Linked DNA regions of Cricetulus griseus: region 1 is linked to region 2. The links are chromatin contacts, called in public Hi-C maps. All regions are on one chromosome and are shown on one strand. Each heading gives the region's core, a stretch centred on a gene start, on an enhancer-like site or on the middle of the called end of the contact. The rest is flanking DNA. Distances are from core to core; before and after follow the strand shown.

What was found. Hi-C and Micro-C count contacts between places; a contact is called where the count stands out from the background.
Region 1: a Hi-C map of the CHL-YN cell line shows a contact between it and region 2, with 2.5 times the contacts expected there. The contact joins the enhancer-like site here to the promoter of Igsf6 in region 2. A contact is called at or near these places in 3 of 8 Hi-C or Micro-C datasets (the CHL-YN cell line, the CHO-K1 cell line and liver).

The regions. Positions count from the first base shown.
Region 1 is chr3:79,710,971-79,717,509 of CriGri-PICRH-1.0, reverse strand. Polr3e (DNA-directed RNA polymerase III subunit RPC5) reads left to right here. Exons shown (of 21, transcript XM_027410235.2): 15 at 405-464; 16 at 556-713; 17 at 1,153-1,214; 18 at 1,657-2,180; 19 at 3,868-3,945; 20 at 5,683-5,808. Among named protein-coding and RNA genes, the nearest start is that of Polr3e, 24 kb to the left of the region's middle. Within about 2 kb of position 1,924, at least 1 of the 6 cell types and tissues checked has open chromatin away from gene starts, as enhancers often do.
Region 2 is chr3:79,585,543-79,591,872 of CriGri-PICRH-1.0, reverse strand. Igsf6 (immunoglobulin superfamily member 6) reads right to left here and starts at 1,309. Exons shown (of 6, transcript XM_027410242.2): 1 at 530-1,309. The coding sequence starts at 572. Mettl9 (methyltransferase-like protein 9) reads left to right here. Exons shown (of 5, transcript XM_027410239.2): 5 at 2,975-3,683. The coding sequence ends at 3,177.

The DNA.
Region 1 (6,539 bases), core at 675-3,174, 130 kb before region 2:
GAGGCAGAGTTGGAGGGAGCCTGAGCTATGGGAAGCCATGCCAACTGTCAGCAGCTGCCACAGTGGAATGTTGCCATGCATGGGGCAGCACCTTGTTGCTGAGTCCTCATGACACTCTTAGGGGGCCCTGTGGATGCAATAGTGAACCAGGTGAGCAAGGCCTTGTCCATTGAACACTTTGTTTTGGGTGGGATGGGGTGACCCAGACATCCTGAAGGACAGAACATATCTGTAAAGGCTGAAACTGGGTATGGCAAAGAGGCTCCCCAAGGCACATATTAAGAAGAGCAGGGTAGGAACCCTATTTGTTGGCCTTCTGCCCAAGCTCTGGGCCTCCTCTACACCCTTGTCCAGACCTCTTTCAGGCCTGTTGTTGCCTCCTAGAACATGATTTTCTTCTTCAGATGTGGAAGTTCACACAGAGCCGGTGGGTGGTGAGGAAGGAGGTGGCAGCAGTGACCAAAGTAAGTGGTGCTCTTCATGACCCTAGCCCCCAGGGCTTGCTACAGGGGGATGCTTGGGGCTGGTGATGCCTTACACTCTCCTCCCCTTCAGCTTTGCGCTGAAGATGTGAAGGACTTTCTGGAGCACATGGCTGTAGTGAGGATCAACAAAGGCTGGGAGTTCTTACTGCCTTACGACCTGGAGTTTATCAAGAAGCATCCAGATGTGGTCCAGCGGCAGCACATGCTGTGGTCGGGCATCCAGGCTAAGTAAGAGCTTGTGGGGTAGCATGAAAGGTGTAGTAGGCGGCCCTGGACCTGCCTCCTGGAAACAGCGCAGTTGGCCTGGATCTGGGCAGTGAGGGACACTTGGGACAGGGCTGTGTGCACTTCTACGCTGCTTTCCACAAAGATGGATTTCATAAGTGACTACTTCATAAAGTCCTCCCAGTACAGGGCTGGTGGCAGCCACACTCTCTGCTTGTCAGAGCTGCTGTGTTGAGGGGCTAGAGAGGAGAGAGGCACATAGCCTAGCAAGAAAGATGGGATGGTTGCTAGGAGCATGTGTGCAATTGGAGAGCTTGGAGAGAAGGCCTGTGTGCATAGTGTTTTGGTGACCCAGTATCCTGGACTTGGGGGCTTGTTGCTATGGCGAAGCAGGCAGTACAATGTATAGGTTAGAGTTTAAAGGGTTTGTTCTTTTTTTCAGATTAGAAAAAGTCTATAATCTCGTAAAAGAAACCATGCCAAAGAAGCCGGATGGACAATCAGGTGTGTGGCTTCAGGCTGGGTAGGCTCCCTGACCCAAAAGGGGCCCTTTTCAGGGATCAGGCCCAAAGAAGGGCTGTGCTGTCCTCCCTTCTACCTCCACCCCTCCCCTCACCGTTAGTCTAATGCTTGTCTAGCAGGCCAGCCTCCACCCCAAGAGGGGCTGTGTCCTTGGGGCAGAGTGGATTGTGAGACCTGTTGTCTCAGCAGGTGGTGTGACAGGAGCTGCTAGCAGGTATTCAACAGGGCTCTAATTCTGGTGTGCCCAGTTTGACACCTTCTTCAGTATTAGGTAGCAGAGTTCCACCTCATCAAGGAAGGTGGAAGACAGCACTTGATTCCTTGCTTTAGGAGCTGTCTTTGTGCCCCATGCTTGGCCTCTGTTTCCATGAGTTTGTTTGCCTGGGACCTGTGCTCTTCTGAACCGTACTGTCTCTCCACACAGGGCCTGCTGGGCTGGTCTCTGGGGAACAGCGGGTCCAAACAGCCAAAACCAAGGCCCAGCAGAACCATGCCTTCCTGGAGCGAGAGCTGCAGCGACGGAAGGAACAGATGCGGGCAGCTACAGTCCTTCCCAGTGTGCAGATTAAGGAAGAACCTCTGAGTGAGGAGGAAGCAGATGGGGAAGAGCTGGAGGCTGAGGAGGAGGAGCCCATGGACACTGCACCCAGTAGCTGCCTCAGCACCAAGTTGGCCAACGGGCTGCCTGCTGGGCGGGCAGTGGGTGGGGATAGCCTAAATGGGCACCCAATACCAGGCTGTGCCAGCAACCCGGTGGCCCAGGAACTGAAGGCGTTCGTGGAAGCCACTTTTCAGAGACAGTTTGTGCTCACGCTGAGCGAACTCAAGCGCCTCTTTAACTTGCACCTGGCAGGCCTGCCCCCGGGCCACACACTCTTCAGCGGCATCTCTGACCGCATGCTACAGGATACGGTGCTGGCCGCTGGCTGCAAGCAGATACTGGTGCCTGTAAGTAAAGCCTGTGCCTGCCAGGAAAGACAGATAGTCACTCACAGCCCTTTAGAAGGGCAGCTGGGCCGTCTACATGTACCTTCTTAGAAATCAAGACACATGGGAAGACACCTGTGTGCCTTGGCAACAGCCCCAGCTGGCTGCATTCGGATAGGGTGTATGTTATGCTCATCAGATGGCTTTGTGAGCCCTCGGGACTCCCTGTCCTCATCTGGTGGGTGTGTTGGTTTTTCTACCATAGGAAAGAGATAGCTAAGAGCCCTGACTAATCTACCAAGGCCTCAGTAAATATAAGTCCTGTACCTGGTTGATAATTAGTTCCTAGGACACGTTTGGTACAGGTAGAATTTGAACCTTAGTGTGGAGGCTCTATCTGTTCTGCTTTCACAGAGTTCAGCTGAGCATGTCCCCACAGCTTGGGGCTTGGTGACTTCCCTGACTTTCAGGCCAGTTGACCATATGCTCTGGCCTCTTCACATTTCTGGCACTAAGCATGCTGATGGTGGAACGAGCCACTTCTACTGCAGTTCTTTCCTGCCCATGGAATAGGCTCCACAGTGGCAGCAGGAGACTGTTGCCTTTTTTTGGGAAAGAAGTACCTGGCGATGGCCTGAGAGAAGCTGTTAAGACTCTTTCCTAGGCTTTGTCCAGTCTGGGAAGCAAATGGGGGAAATTGGAAGGTGGGGGCAGCTGTGCTGGCTCTTAAGTAGAAGGGAGTATGCCATGTGTAGCACCAAGCTCATATGCACTTGTGGCCTAGGATGTTGCTCAGTCCAAGGCCCTTACCTCTGTATACCAGCGGAGCCTCCTTTCTGAGATCTGCAGGCCTACTTTTCTGTGTACGGGAGGGAGGTTGCCTGGGTTGTCGGGGACCGAGGGTGAGGAATCCGCTGTGGATGTGCTCTTCCCTGCCCACCCCAGAAGCTACTCTGTCTCCTTCCTCTCGGAAGTGCTGGCATCTAGAGGACACCGAGAGCCCTATCTGGAGCACTTTGACTCAGGGACCACATTCATAGCATGCTCAAGACAAAAAGGCCTGAGTCATTTTGCCTTCTGTTTTTTTCATACAAAGGAGATGAGGCTTAGGGAGAGCAAGTAAGCTTCCAGACTCAGGTTTAATGTGTGAACTGAGTGACTGTAGATAGTGAGTGAATGGCTCTGAACTTGCTTTTCCTTTTGGCAAATGGGCAGGGTGACACCTCAGTGCTGCTCGGTTTCCCATGATCAGGTGAGGTCACATCAAGTCCCCTGTCAGGCAGAGGACAGACTGGAGCCCACAATGTTGGTCTCTTCCCTGACCTCCTTTCCAGGTACCAGGGGTTGTGTCATCCTCTTGTGGTTGACCCCAAAGCTAATGGCATGAAAGGCTTGGGAGTCTGGCAAGGTCTGGCTGGAGCAACACTTCTTATGCTGTTCTTGTGGGAAACAGCTGCACAGAAGCCCTAAGGAGAGATAGGGAAAGGGGGCTTCAGAGCATAAGCCCAGGGGGACACCCAGGGCAGCATTCCACTAATGCCATCCCAGACCCCTGTTGTTTACAGGTATCTGAGTCCTTTCACCAGCACCACTGAGAGGGAGGAACTAGGTGTACCACACTTTCTTAGTACTGGGCTGCAGGCTAGGTAAAGTGGCCAGGGCAGTGGGTTTATGAGACAGAAAAATGACCAACTCATGCTTGGGCCAGTTTCCCCCACAGACTGCTGCTTCTCCGGATGAGCAGAAGGTATTTGCCCTCTGGGAGTCTGGAGACATGAGTGACCAGGTGAGGTGCCTTTTTTTGTTGTTGGTTTTTGTCATCTTTCTAAAGAGTGGGAGTTCTGGAAGTTTGAGGCCTTTAGGAACTGGGCAATGGAGTATATATGGACACCACAAGTTCTCCAGTCACTCCACACCTCCCAAGGCAGGCAGATTGTACCAGTGGTTTGAACCTGAATTTGGTGGGGGTTGGGGGGAGGCAGGGGAGTCTGCTGTATCAAAACAGAATCACCTTTGGAAAGATAACTGGTTTCCAGAGTATAGTGGCCTCATTATATGAAGTTTCTGCAGAGCTTCCATGGGAATAGACAAGTGAGGAAGGCCTGCAAACCAGGTCCGGAGTCAGTTCTCAGTGGCCTCTGACAGCAGGAATCAGGTTGTTTTGGTTAGCCACAAGAGGGTACCAGGTCTCTTGTGTTTGTGTCATGCAGTTCTGGGATGCTTTTAAATCATTAATTTGCCTGGACTCCAAGGTTGTTTTTTGTTGGTTTTGTTTTGTTTTTAAAAATAATTTAACTGTATGTACATTGGTGTTTAATATCAGATCCCCTGGAACTGGAGTTACAGACTGTTACAAACTGCCATGTAGGTGGCTGGGGATTGAATCCAGGTCCTCTGGAAAACCAGCAGTGCTTTTAACCGAGCCATCTCTCCGGCCCTTTTTTTTTTTTTTTTAAAGCAGAAGTATCAGTTAGGCTAAGACAAGGAGTAGACCCTGCTGAAGTCTCCTTCCCTTTTACCTGCAGAGGGGACAGGAAGGCTGAGAGCAAGAGTGGGTGTGGGTCTTAGCTTCCACCAGGACTCCTGAAATGACCCTGTGCTCTTGCCCAGGAAAGGTAGCTTCAGGCTTCTCTACTTAAGCTTCTTGAATAACTAAGGACATAAAGTAGTAAGTCAATTTAAAATCAAAATAAAACTCAAGACCAAAAATCTTTATGGGGAAGCTAACTTCACTTCTGCCGAACCCACTTGTCCTCAGAGGCAATGGCTACAGCTGTAGCTGTTTTAGTCCCCATTGTCCTAAGGCACAGGACCTGGTGTGCTCATGCTGGAGTGCATTCCTTCATTCTTCTTGTGAGGTCTATAAGCCATGTTCTTCCCTTCACTGCAAACTGGAAAGTTTTATATTATTTATTCTGTGTATTAGTGGAACATCTATGCTTTCTGAATTCTTTATGCAAGACAGTTGGGTTTTTAGAGAATCCTATAGGCTGATAAATTCCTTTACCTTATTTTTTCCTTATAGAAATTTGAGATATTAAATATACTTGATGCTGTCTTATTTTTTGAGACAAGAGTTTTTTACTCTAGCCCAAGCTGGCCTTGAACTCATATTGCTCCTCCTTCCTTAGCAGGGATTATAGGTGTGAGTCACCACATTGGCAGTATTTTTTCATTTAAAACTTTATACTTCAGGGAGGATCTCATTTATCCTCCATGCTATTTAATTTTTCTTTAGGGATATAATGCATTTTCAGTTTCCTGGATTCAGTGTTTGTCAAGACTTTGAACCAATTAGAATGTCTTTCCCCCAACCAGTTTAAACTGGGTTTTTTTTTTTTTTTTTTTTTTTTTTTTCTGCTTCCTTAATTTCTGTATGTCCAGACTGCAATCTGGAGCAGTGATGAGCATGCAGACTTGCCAGACACTGCAAGGTGGGGTTAGGGCCATCATTTTGTATAGTTCACATTTGGATACTATTTCTTATACTAACACTTTTTTTTTTTTCCTTTTTCTATTAAAGCATCGACAGGTTTTGCTTGAAATATTTTCCAAAAATTACCGAGTACGTCGGAACATGATACAGTCTCGGCTGACTCAGGAATGTGGAGAAGAGCTAAGCAAACAGGAGGTGGATAAAGTGCTAAAGGTATGTTGTTCATTGTGCACATGACCCCACCCAGAGCATCTAAGTTTTGACTCTAACCTGTCTTTTTAAGGATGCTCATGTAATGTGGAAAGAACTGGTACCTTTATTCCTGCTCCATTCATAGTAAATCAGGGCAGCTCTTTCCCCAGCCCTCACCAGTCTGATGGCCCTCAGTCTGGTAGTGACTAGCATTGGTATATTGGCGAGTGAGTGAATCTTTTCACACAGTAGAGTTTGTGTTGGGGTGGTTGTGGGGAGGTATGTATCATCTTCATCTAGTAAAAGACAGGCTTAAACTAGAATCCTGCCTCTGATGAATCTTGTACCACTTGTACAACTTAAAGTACAATCCATTTTTAATTTAAAATGAGTACTATTGTTTAATGTGAAAATATTTTGAATGCAACTGTGGTACATTTGTAGAATTGAGCACAGAAAGCCACTGACATGTTCCCTATTATCTTAGTCATGTAGGTGATATGCCTTATTAATTCCCTTTTATACTTGGTCAGCTTGGAAAGTGTTTATGTTGCCTGTTTATACAGCAAATCTATTTTATAATACCTCTTAAAATATTTCCCAGGAATGGGGTTAAAATCCTTTAGGGACCAAGCAGCTACTCTAGCAGCATACTTAGGTAGTTTTTGGTGTACTATTTGTAATTTATGTATTTTATCCATTCATTGTAAACCAAATTGTGATGGTAACAGCTATCATTCCTGATAAAATCT
Region 2 (6,330 bases), core at 60-2,559:
TTTCAAGAGCTTTTGCTCCATTTCTTTCCTTGCAGTCCGATTTTGTGGGTAAATCAGAGATTATTTACAACTATGATGAGAGAAATAACTTTTATAGAGCTAGAACAGGCAGTGTCTGAAGATTAGTTATATTATGGGGTGGCTTTTCTCTAGAATAAGTTACAGTAGCTTTAAAACTAAGTTCTTTTTAGCCTTTAGAAACATTGTCCTATGGAAGAAAGTATTACGAAAATCTAGTGCAGTGTGCACTAGCCCAGAGCAAGCTTGCCTGTGTCAGAATTGAATTGTTAGCATATGTGGTCCTGAGCAGATCCTGTCTGGTGAGGTGTGCTCAAAGCAGCACAACAGCAAAGGGCTCGTCGAGGGTAGTAGGGAACCTTCCTTCAGCTCTGGGAAAGAAGAAACCCCACCCCCATACTGTAGTGCTAGACATTTTCAATTATTTGGTAAGGACTTAAAGTATACATATATTAATCAGGAAGCAGCAATTCATTGAAATGAAGTAGAGAAAAGGAAAAATCCTCCTTACCGACATGAAACAGGATCAGACTGACTTCCAGCCGGAGGCCCATCTTGCTTGTGCCCACAGGGCCTATCACTCTGCATGTACTCAAGAGGTTGGCCTTCCTTTTCCTCCTTTCTTTTCAGAAAGGAAGAAGTAAAGAGGAACTCTTATTAAGGAAGCACAAGCAGGAACTTTTAGAAATTGTGTAAGCATGGTTTGTAACAAGTTTTCACCATTTAAAGTTGAGATTTCAGTCTGGAGTTTTTCTAAACCTGTGTGTATATTAGAATTTCTCACAGGCATTTGATGATCTGTGTGGAGGTTTGCTTTACACCCAGCCGTGTTCCAGGAAGTCATGTGATCCTCAGGCAATGCCTGGCATTTTCAGAGTGCTCTTGTTGGCTGCTGTGGTCCTCTGTGGAGTGCCTCTCAGAGCCAGAAATTGCTAGACCTGAGCAGCCACAGGCTATGTTTCCTGTTGGCCTGGGAGAAAAACTAGTGGCCAGTGCATCCTCGCCTGGTGAAGAAGTGCTCAGCTACTGTTAAAAATGCCCACCTGGCTTTAATTCAAAGACCCCTTAGTGTCAACAAGCAAAATGGGTATGCCCCTGGTCCCTGCTCAGGGTCTGAGTCACATATAGCCCCCTCACTGCCACCACACACACACTCAGCCTCTGTCAGTCAGAGTTCTTTGTAAGTGGCAGGAACTGACTCAGGCTGATCTGCTAACACGATTTGGGATGGCTCCTGGAGTTTTGGAAGGCCTGGAGAACCATGTGAACCCTAAGTCAGGAACAGCTTGAGTCATCCTGTGAAACTGATGTGATGCCGGGCTGCTATCTCAGGCCCTGAGTGTTGCAAACTCTTGTCGTTAACACCCACTCATCAGCCCACCTCCCTAGCCATTTGATTCAGTGCCTGCACTTAGCAAACACCTCCTGTTCTTCTGGGTCACCAGATCTTCATTCCAGTTTTGGCAGCAGGCCAAGGTATTGCACTAGTCCCCTGATGCAAGGAAAGCCAGAAAATCAGCTTCCCCTCCCACTAAGGATTAACTCCCCAGACACAGAATGCAGTGCTGGCCACTGAAAAGAGTGCATAGTCTTTCCCCCAGTATCCTGTGTGCTCTAGTAACCTGCTGGTTGTAAATCTCTTTAGCATCAGAAGCCTCACTCTGAATTTAGCAGCCTATCACCATAGCCTCTAAAAGCACCCTACATTCAAATATATTCTTGGTTTTGTCTGTGTATAGTCAGGGTGTGGCTTGTAAGAGAATGTTGTTAGTTTTTTATTACTCTTCATTCTTTGGCTCTTTTGGGGGGCTTGCTACCAGCTCCAAAATACATGCACATATAGGCTTATTCTTTCTTATAAATGCCCAGCCTTAGTTTGGCTTGTTTCCAGCCAGCTTTTCTTTAATTATCCTGTTTATCTTTTGCCTCTGTATCCCTTTTCTTTCCTTCTTACTCTCTGTCTGGCTGTGTAGCTTCGTGCCTGGCCCCTGGCACCCTCCTTCTTTTCTGGTTCTTAGATCCATTTCTTCCCAGATTTCTCCTATTTATTCTCTCTGCCTGCCAGCCCTGCCTATCCTTTCTCCTGCCTTGTTATTATTGGCTGTTCAGCTCTTTATTAGACCAGTCAGGTGTTATAGACAGGCAAAGTAACATAGCTTCACAGAGTTAAAGAAATACAATATGAAAGAATGCAACACACCTTGCATTATTAAACAAATGTTCCACAGCATAAACAAATGTAACACATTTGTTAAAATAATATTCTACAGCAGGAGAATGTGACCTTGCCTGCTTTTCATACCCCAGGCTCCTAGTGCTTATAGTTTGGAAGTGATTGACCGTGACTTAGGGAATGGGTCAGCTTCTCTTGAAAAGCGTATGTGTTTCTGTGAATTAAAATTCCTCATGAAAGGCTGGACGATGGTGGCACACGTGTGCCTTTAGTCCCAGCACTCGGGAGGCAGAGGCAGGCAGGTCTCTGTGAGTTTGAGGCCAGCCTGGTCTACAAACCTACACATGGAAACCCTGTCTTGAAAAATCAGAAAAAAGAAATTCTCATGAGCCTGTTTTAATTTTCATCCAGGTAACACTCTAGGCTGGAAGTTGAATAAGTGTTCTCTATGCATGATTCCCTGTATTGAGCAAAACCCCCTTTCAAATACTAGCAGTTACTCTCTGAATCTGTGTTTGAGTATTTACTGGCTAGTTTTCTGAGCCATAAAAGAAGCTCCATCAGTGTAGGTTCTGGATGCAGACAGCCTGGGAGCATCACTGTTGGCAAGTTCTGTCACTCCTTCCAGGCTGTGTCCACCTCCATTGAAGAGTGTGGGGAACTGTTCAGAAATGGCAAATTCAAGGCATTCAGTACCTGGAACACTAGCTTTCCCTTCCCTTCCCTCTTTCAGTGAATTATTTGTTCAAGGATTTAACTTTATGTTTTTATTTGTTTCAGTAGGTGGCAAGTGGGAGAAACCATCAGAAATTTTGGAAATCAAGGGACAGAACTGGGAAGAACAAGTGAATAGCCTGCCTGAAGTGTTCAGGAAAGCTGGCTTTGTCATCGAAGCTTTCACTAGACTGCCATACCTGTGTGAAGGAGACATGTACAATGACTACTACGTTCTGGATGACGCTGTCTTTGTTCTCAGACCAGTGTAGACATATGGAGGCCTAAGCCTTCAGAGTCCACCCTGGAATCTGCCCTCCAGAAGAGGGGCTGTGTGCAGTGATGTGAGGGGGACTGCCTCTGGGGGCTGCCATTCTCAGTATCGTGTAGGAATTTTAAAAGCCAAAATACTAATTCTTTCTTTGTAGTGTGTAAAGGAGTGTTTTTAAAAACAAAACGCCAACTCTTTGTGTATTTTTAATCAACTCTTTACTCAGAGTCAAGCTCCAATGCAGGTCACTCTCCAATTATGATGGAAGATATTTTTTATACTTAATTGCTGTAGGGACTCATTCCCAGACAAAGCAATAGTCATGATGTCATGGAACTGATAAATGGATTGTTTTTAATAAATGAAGACTGGCAATAAAGCTGTCCATTGAATTCCAAATATTGGTTATAAGGTAGAGCCACTGATAACTCTTTCATGTTTAGAAACTCCTTCTGTTACTATTCAAAAAATGTTTTTAATCATGCTAATAAACGTTTTTGGAGATGACTTTGGCACCATGTTATATTCTGTGTGGTTTTGGCCTCAGGAATGCCCATCAGGAGCCTGGTTTGAAGCATGCGGGCTGAGCTGAGGGGGGAAGGCCAGCTTTGGTTTGGGCATGTGGAGAATGTGCTGTGGAGAACCTCAGGCAGTTTTGACATCCATAGAATGACTGGCTTCAATCAGATACAGGAAGTACCACCCTCAGTCAGGGTTGGTGAAACATCTGCTTCTGGCTAGCCCTTCCCACAGCTGTTTTCATAGACTACCTTTTGTCCTTAGGATTGAAGCATTCCATCAAATTGACTGACACAGGATACAGCCTAAAGTGTCTTTATTGGACTTCTTCCTCTTCCTCATATGCCTCATTCCCAGATCTTGGCCTATCCCCAAGTCTTTAACTGAGTTTTGTATTTGCCAAGAATATGTATGTTTGCTGAAGACCATAGCAGACGAGTGCTAGAATGCAGGCGTGCCTCCAGGAAACCCAGAAACATGGTGATAGAGGAGACCTCATTAGCAAGATCAGTACCATTGTGGATATTCCAAAGAGCAGACTGCTTACAGCGGTCACAGCAATGTCTGAAGTGTGTGTAGTCACAATGTATTGCCCAGGTGTTCACTAACTAGTCACATTTACACAGAAATTGTGAAGTCACATTTAATGACAACACCTGGGTGAAAGGGCCATAGAGTGTAATTAGGAACAGCACCTCCACATCCCTACCTCAGCAGCCCTCCACTGCTACTGTGTAGTCATAAGAGGGGTCATGCAAATGGCTGATGCAGATCATTAGTGGTGTGTTCTAGTGATTTTATTTTTCAGGACACGAGGTACATGTGAAATGGAGGAGCAGAACAACCCTAACATACTTATTTTGCAGTGGGGACTTACTGCTTTAGCTGGCATCATTAGGGACTGCTGTTAAATCTTGCCAAACCAGGGAAGGGTGAAGTTGAGGTCTCTTGAAAAAGACCACAGAAAAGCAGAAAGAGCATTTATGCATTCTAAGGACAATTACAAAAAATCTGAGGTTCTCTGAAGACCAGTTTATTTGAAATGCTGGGTTTTTTTTTTGGCTTGGAAACCAGATGTGTTCTTATTTGCAATCTGGGCTGGGAAGTCTTCGCACTTTGTCACCGTTGGCCACTAGATGGCAGTGTTGCTTACTGACTGGCAATGGTTCACCTGCCATAGAATCTTGCTGTTCTCTGCAAGAATAATAATGCTGCCTTGTGTGCACCATTCCTGGCATAAGTGCTTCAGATCCAGTTAAGGTTGTGTCTGAGAAACCAAGAGCTCCATCTATGGTCAGGCAGGCTTGCCAGTTGACCCTAAAGGTGAGTGGAGAAAGGAAACACAACTGGCACCTGGGATTCCTGGTGCCCTGCACCTGCATTCAAAACCCCTGGAGTGTTGAGAGCACTGATTACAGAGAAGGGAGGGGAAGAGGACACAATGTCTGTAGTCATTTCCCCCTTGGATGAGGTCATTAAAACCTACACTGTATTTTCCACCATCCTGTTTGAACTGTCAGCTGGCTTTGTTTGTTTGTTTGTTTTGTGTAGCCACCTTGCAACAGGAAACAAGCTTGGCTGGGAAATGAGTGAAACTGAGTTGTTCCCAGTCATTTACATTGTATAGAAGTTAGGTGTTGACACCACAGAGCACAAACTAGGGCTTCTGATTGGCTTGAAGAAACCAGAATGCTCACAGACTCACAGTCCATGTATCAAAGATACAGTGGATTGAATAAATGTTGAACCAGCGTGAAGACTGGAACTTAGATCCCCAGGGAGTCATGAAGACCTTGGAGTCCTAGCATGTGGGAGTCAGCCATCGTTGGAGCAAGATGGCTCCCCCATGTAAGCTCCAGATTCAGTGAGAGACCCGGCCTCAGATTATAAAGTGGAGTACAATTGAAGCTACCAGCAATCAGCTTCGGACCTCAGGACATACAAGGTACTTCACACCCAAACACACAGGAACACACACAAAACACGATGGAAGAAGTTTATATTGTATCCACCTGAAGAAATACTTCTGATGTAAATGGGGGAAAAATCCACCCTGAAATTGCAGTCCTGTGATATGGAATTCTGAGGTCTCTTGTAACTAATAGGTAGTCACTACGGCTGTGAACAGTGCTTATAGAGACTCACAGATTGCAGCTATATCACATTTTGCTTTATCTGTCTACCTTCTAGGTTGGAGTTCTAAAAATTTAGTAGTGTCTTAATTTTGAATTATTTAAAAAAGTAAACTGACTTGGGACTAGTTCTAGGTTTCTAAAAATAAGAGTTCTTAGCTGATTTAGCTCTCATCTAGGGGGTCCTAATGCTCCTGTTTGATGGACCCATCCCATGTTCCAGGCTGTCAGGTTTTGCTACTTTTCCTAATGGTCTTTCCCTATCCTCAGTTCCCATTCAGGGTGCCCCACTCCAGTAGCTGGTTTTTTTGTTTGTTTTGTTTTGTTTTTTTCTTTTTCAAAGATTTATTTCTATGTGTGTAAGTAAGCGTTTTGCTTTCATGTGTACATGTGCTGGTGTGTGTGCCTGGTGCAAGGGGAGGTCAAAAGAGAGTTCCAGGTTTGTACTGGAGTTGTAGTCCATTGTGAGCCACCATGTGATTGCCAAGAACTGAACCCAGGTC